2 separate regions of the Mus musculus genome follow, and region 1 is linked to region 2. A link is a contact called in public HiChIP or PLAC-seq data. All regions are on one chromosome and are shown on one strand. The core of a region is the stretch at or near the end of the contact, and the rest is flanking DNA. Distances in the headings are between cores, read along the strand shown.

Region 1 (3,104 bases), core at 2-2,501, 560 kb after region 2:
GTTGTGAGCCACCACGTGGTTGCTGGGATTTGAACTTCGGACCTTCGGAAGAGCAGTCGAAGAGCAGTCGGGTGCACTTACCCACTGAGCCATCTCACCAGCCCCCCCCCCTTTTTTTTTCTTTTCTTTTCTTTTTAACTTTTGCTGAGGATGGAACCAGAATTTTATGTGTGCTATATTAGACTCTACCACTCAGCCACATCCCTAGTCCTTTTAATTTAAAATTTTTAAAAACTTTTTTAAAGATAATGTCTTGAACTATATTTTGGGCTGGCCTGTAATTTAGCATGTTGTCCAGTAGCTGTGATTAAAGACATGTACCACCATATCCAGCTACTTATTGGCTCTTGAAAGGTTTTCATTCTGGGATCAGAGCAGACTGATCAGAGACACTGGTGGGCTTTCCAGGCTATCCTAAAGCCTTTGACAAAGGGCATCTTGCTCATTTAACAGCCAGTGTTCTGTTACCAGCCCCTAAACATGGCAGTATTTACAGTCACCTAGGGAGCTGAGCCTTCATCTCAGACCTGTTAGTTTGAATCAAAAATTAAAAGATTCTTATGTGTGTTTGGTCCTAAGGACCTGATACTCCAAGGACATCTGGATGCCTGGCTGTAGTCACTTGGTACTAGTGCATAAAGTTCCTGCCTAAGAATTGCCTAATACACTTCATAAAAACACAGCTTTGGGCAAGTGACTACAGCTAGGCATCTAGATGTCACTGGAGTCTCAGGAGCATCTTATAGTAAAATTGGGCTACTGAGTAATCCTTCTCTGCAATGTGTGCCTTAGAGAACCACTGAGACCCCATGGAAGCTCTTGCTGCACACCTACACCTTTTTGCCACATTGAGTTCTGGGTGTAACCTTTCTATTACACACACACACACACACACACACACACACACACACACACACACATATATATGTAAAAATTAATATATATATATATATTGTTCGTGTGAATATGCCACATGTGTGTGGGTCCTGAGGCCAGAAGAGGGTGTCAGATCTCCCTGGAGTTCCAAGGGGTTGGCCACCGAGCCTTCTTTCTACTCTAAGTCTAGGCTTTCTTCAGGGGGTGATGACAAGCCCTTTAGGAGGCCGACTCCTGTTCAAAACTCCATGCTGTCTGCTTGTCTGTCTTGAGAAGCTAGGTAGGTTTTCTATTTGCGGTCCCCAGAGGCCCCCAGGAAAGGTGACGAATCACTCTGTCTTGGTTTGTTGCTCTGAAGGGTGGGGTTGGCTCACTATGAGATAAGACCTGGCTTACTCTGTAGCCCTAGATTTCCGGCCCCAGACAGCCACACCGCACCCACTGCAAATAGACTGATAGAACCACATGTCTAAATCATACAGTGATCTGAGCCCAGACTTTGTGCTGGGTCTGATTGTGAGTGGAAATTACTCCTCTGTGTGAAATGACCAGTGACATCAAAATAGGAAGAAGAGCTGAGGTCACCTCTGGGAAATGGACATTCCTTAGGGCCCTGGAAGAAGTGTCCCTTCAGAGTGCAGCCGGGCTGCTTTTGCTTTCTTGATTACCTAGTTTTAGATGGGGCAGTGAATGTGGGGAGGTTTTGGTTATTGCTCCTTTCGTATTAAATAATGTTTTTTTTTCTTCCCCTGCCCTGTTTTTTGTCTCTCTTCTTTTTTCTCCTTTTGTTTCATCTTTTTAATTCTCCCTCTGTATTCTTTCTGTTCTTCACATTCCTTCTATCTCCCTTCTCTTTTGCCTGGTCTCCCACCCGTCTTTGCCCCACAGGACACACTGAGCACTTTCAGGACGCCTTTAAAGGTTCCTCGTGGAATGTGGGAGACCTCTCTCTTGCCCTGTACTCTGCCCTCTTCTCTTACTCAGGTTGGGACACCCTTAATTTTGTAACAGAAGAAATCAAAAACCCAGAAAGGTAAAGGCGAGATCACACTCTCCAACTTGGCTGGAACTCCTGCTGATGGTGGGCGCAGTTGCCCTGTTCCCATAGCTCCTCCCTCGACCTCCCCTCCCCTCATCCTCTCCCTGCTCCCCTTCTCCAGTTAGGAGGGGTTGGGGGCTAGGATGGGAGTGAGTGAATGTGGGAAAGCCCTGGCTCTCACCCTCATGTTCCATTGGAGAGCATCCAGGGTCCACTAAAGAGGAGAGGTCTTTAGTGGGCAGCAGCAGACCCAGCTAGGGCTGAGGTGGCAGGCTTTAGCCCTGTGGTGCTGAGACTGTCTCTGGCCTACCAGATCACCAGACTAACCTCTAGCTTCTAGAGGATGTTGCTCCTTGCATTTATCCTGAGATCACAGATGCAAGAAGGTTAGAAAGCCACATGTGGCTCATTGGACCTAATGAGATTGGATAAACTCATCGTGAGTCCCTTCTCAGGGAAAGTGCTCTTCTTTCTCAGTGGAAAATGCCCAGGAACATGGGAAGCTTACCCGCCCTGAGGCATACAGAGAAGAGGAGCTCATCTCAGAGAGCTGGCAGCCAGTGAACTGTTAAATGTTAGGAAAATTCCAGGGGGTGCTGGATGGCTTTTGATTCTCAGCAGAGCTTGGTTCTAGGTAGTCTTATTTCACTTGTCCTGACAGGAATTTGCCCTTGGCCATTGGGATTTCTATGCCAATTGTGACACTCATCTACATCCTGACCAACGTGGCCTATTACACAGTGCTGAACATTCAGGATGTCCATAAGAGTGACGCTGTGGCTGTGGTGAGTCTCTTGGGGGAGGAGGGCTGTCCTCATTTGCCCCTGTTCCCAAATGGTGTAATCTTTTTCTGCAGCTAATCTAGCTCTGCAGTGTTCGTCGTGGGTCTAGATAGGGCAGAGGGTAGGCATTTTATCGAGGACTGCCTTTGTTCAGAGATCATAGATAAGAGGAGGGTAGCAAAGCTCTCCTGTGTTGTTTCCCTCCTTTGCTTTGCCTTCAGACATTTGCTGACCAGACATTCGGCATGTTCAGTTGGACCATCCCCATTGCTGTTGCTCTGTCCTGCTTCGGGGGCCTAAATGCATCCATCTTTGCTTCATCAAGGTACTTTGGTTTCTGATACTAGACTGTTCTTAGCACCCACATGGCTACTCACCACCATCTGTAACTCTAGTTCAGGGGTAAG
Region 2 (3,084 bases), core at 555-3,054:
GTGTGTGTGACGGGTTTCTCTGTGTAGCACTGGCTATAAGTAACTCTGTAGAACAGGCTGGCTTTAAACTCAAAGTGATCTGGCTGCCTCTATCTCCCAAGTGTTAGGATTAAATGTGTAAGCCATCACCACTTGACCCCCTCTACCACCTTTTAAAACATCCCCAGAGTTGAGATGATGCTCAAGGGCAGAGACCATGGCTTTGGGTTGGATTCATACCGCCCAAAGGGAGACAGAACAAAACTCCCCCCTGACCTCACATCCTTCTGCACCTATTCCCCAATGTCTGCTCTACCCACAGCAGAACTCAGGCTGCCTTCATGCACTGTCTCTATTTCCTTACTCTCCTGTTTACTTTTTAACCCATTCTACTCAGGTTAACCTCTTCAGTTAATCCATATGAGTCAAGCTAAAGTCACCATGATCTTTCCCAGCTATCTCCAAGGTAATAAACTCAATAGCTAAGCCTCTGGCTGAACTGTACCGGAACTCTCAGCATCTGAAAACCAGAAACCTCTCTTCCTGCCTCAAACTTACTTCTGGTCTTGGATTCTACAATCCAACAGTCTAGACTTGTCTTTCTGTTTACTTCCTTGTCTATTATCCTCTTTCTAATCTTGGACTTTCTCTTCTATCTTTCCTCTAAGTCCAGTCATGGAGGGAAGCTCCACAACAGTGGGTGAATGGACTCAAGATGTTTAAACACATTTGCCTTAGTTACTGACATCTGAACAGTGGGATCTTACATGCTTCTAACTTTCCGATTCTTTTGGGGGGAATAAACAATATCTATTGATAATGGACCAGCATACCCACAACACAGCCCAGATGTATATGAATAGGGCAGAAGCTTGCTGCCAGGTGCATTTGTTATCCAAACAGCTAAAGCAAGAGAACTGGGACTACAATCCCGAGTCACATTCCAAGGCTATGGGGGGCGGGGAGAGAAGATGATTAGAACACCTGCCAATAGGGTCTTCCCGGGAAAGGGAAGGGATTAAGTACCACCGACTGGGAACCGAAATAAAAAGAACAGTCTTAAAAACTTAGACGTTCACGGTGCCAAATACAGCTAAACACGACTGCTGTGGTGTGGTCTGCTATATCTCCGGACTGAGGTGACTCTGTCCCGATTCTCTTAATTTCACATTCGGTTTTCTAAGGCCCTTTTCTTGGGAGGAAGACTACTAAGATCCCCGGGCGAAGCCCCTAGCAGTCGATCTTGAGCACTGGGCAAGTGTCGGAGAAGTGAGAGAGTGCGGGAACTCACTGCATTTGACTCGGCGGCGGGACAGGGTGCAGAGCTAACCCCGGGTGGGAGGAGACCGGGCAGGGTAGAACCCTGGCGCTTCCTCAACCCCCACGGCCCCAGCCCCGCGCGCTTACTTCAGCTCCCCGTCGTCCTCCCGCCCTTCGCAGCTTGGAGGGAAAATGAGCGAGCTAAGGAAATCAGGGCAACTAGGCGGAGACCCGATCGCCCAGAAGCCGCCAGCCTCCGCCCAGGGAAGCCCCACCCCAATGGGAACCAGGCCGCCTCCGCGCCGCCGGCAGAGCCCACGCGCGACCCGGCGAGGGCGCGGGAGGGCGCGTGCGGCGTGACGCCGCGCCTCGCGGCGCATCCCCGTGACGCCATCGCGCCGGCTTTTGAAAGTTGGCGCCCGGGGCCGCCTCCCATGCTGCCCTGCGCCAACCCCTCCCCTCACCTTTCCTCCCCCGCCCTCGTCGCCGCCGGCCGGCCCCCCCCACCCGACTCTTCCCTTATCAGCACCCGCGGCCCCGGCAGCGCCGACGCAGGCGCACTGCACCGCGCCGCCGCCATTTTGTGTCCGAGCCTGTGGAGCGATTAAACCGTGCGCGGAGCTGCTTCTTTGGCGGCAGCGGCGACCAGCAGCAGCCGGTGCGGGCGCGCGGAGCCGGCCGGGGACGCCAGGTGGCCGGAGCGGTGGAGCGGCGGCGGAGCGGGCGCCGCGGGGGGTGTGGCGCGAAGGTAAAGGGGGCCCGGGGTGGAGGAGGTTTCGCGGGCCGCCTCTAGGTGTCACGATGGGGCCGCTCCGGTCGGCGCTGGCTGCAGCCCGGCGCCAGCGCCAGCGCCGCCGCCGGGGGGTGTTTGTCTCCCTCTACCGTCCCTGCTGCGGCGCGGCCGCCGCCATTGCCCGGCGCCGCCGCCAGGGCCTGGCCAACCCCCTCCACGCCCGCCCGCCCGCCCGCTAAGCTTCCCTCCTCCCAACATGGTAGGCCTCTGGCGGCGGTGGCGACAGAGGCCTGCGCGCTCGGCGACTCCATTTTCCTTCCTTTGTCTCTACCCTCGAGGCCGGCTTTTGGCCCGGCTGATCTTCGGGCCACGGCCCGCCCTCTGCCCCTCCCGCGACGGATACCCCTTACCGAGTCTGGACCCTCTGAGGCTCGGTTGCCGCCGCTTGCTTCGCCTAGGGGTTCTGAACCCTCGGCCGGCCGCTTAGCCAGGTCCCGGAACCGTGTGGGTGTCGGGTCCCGACCGACGCGCCTCAGACTCCCCATCTTCAAGTCCAGCCGGTCCCGGAACCTACCCGATCTCCCTGCGTTGCTTCTCCAGCAGCTGGGGTGCTCTCTAGTCTCTCGTAGTCCGATCGTCCCCGCTGCCGGTCTCCGTCGCCGCCGAGTGTCGCAGGCGGCGCTGCTGTGGCTGCGAGCAGAGGGGACCCCTGAGCTGCCGAGAGCTCCCTCTGCAAGGCTGGCTGAGCTGCTCGCGCCTCGACGCCGCCCGAGCGGGCGGGGGAACGCGCGCTCGCCGCCCCCGCCGGGCCCCGCTGCGCCCCCAAACTCACGCCAGGGCATCGCGCGGGACCCGACCGGTGCGGCCCCCAATGGTGCGCGGAAAAAGACACGAATTCCTGCACCAAAGTAGTTTTTCTCCAGCTGTATTCGCACTCTTTCAGCCCCTTGAAACGATAGCAGTCAGACTTGGTGCGCTCAGAAATCTCAAAAGGGACTGAAACTTAATTTCACTCTCATCTCAAGTGATGTGATAAACTCATAAATTCGGGAGCATGGGCTGGTTGCGATGGTACAGGCGACGCTGGAGTTTGCCTCCTATTTAAAATGTCC

What was found. HiChIP or PLAC-seq counts read pairs in DNA pulled down with a chosen protein or histone mark.
Region 1: a contact with region 2 is called in a FOXA1 HiChIP or PLAC-seq map of pancreatic cancer cells. The contact joins the enhancer-like site here to the promoter of Ctcf in region 2. A contact is called at or near these places in 4 of 39 promoter capture datasets (embryonic stem cells, hippocampal neurons and liver) and 4 of 115 datasets of contacts at active chromatin or transcription factors (bone marrow-derived macrophages, double positive thymocytes, pancreatic cancer cells and 1 more).

Annotation. Positions count from the first base shown.
Region 1 is chr8:106,190,575-106,193,678 of GRCm38.p6, forward strand. It overlaps Slc7a6 (solute carrier family 7 (cationic amino acid transporter, y+ system), member 6), which reads left to right. Exons shown (of 10, transcript NM_178798.4): 4 at 1,765-1,909; 5 at 2,577-2,700; 6 at 2,919-3,022. Among named protein-coding and RNA genes, the nearest start is that of Slc7a6os, 19 kb to the right of the region's middle. Within about 2 kb of position 1,252, at least 26 of the 459 cell types and tissues checked have an H3K27ac peak or open chromatin away from gene starts, as enhancers often do. A contact at or near this core is called in pancreatic cancer cells, where this site is marked.
Region 2 is chr8:105,634,734-105,637,817 of GRCm38.p6, forward strand. It overlaps Ctcf (CCCTC-binding factor), which reads left to right and starts at 1,805. Exons shown (of 12, transcript NM_181322.3): 1 at 1,805-1,987. Gm5914 (predicted gene 5914) reads right to left here and starts at 2,741. Exons shown (of 2, transcript NR_151742.1): 1 at 2,547-2,741.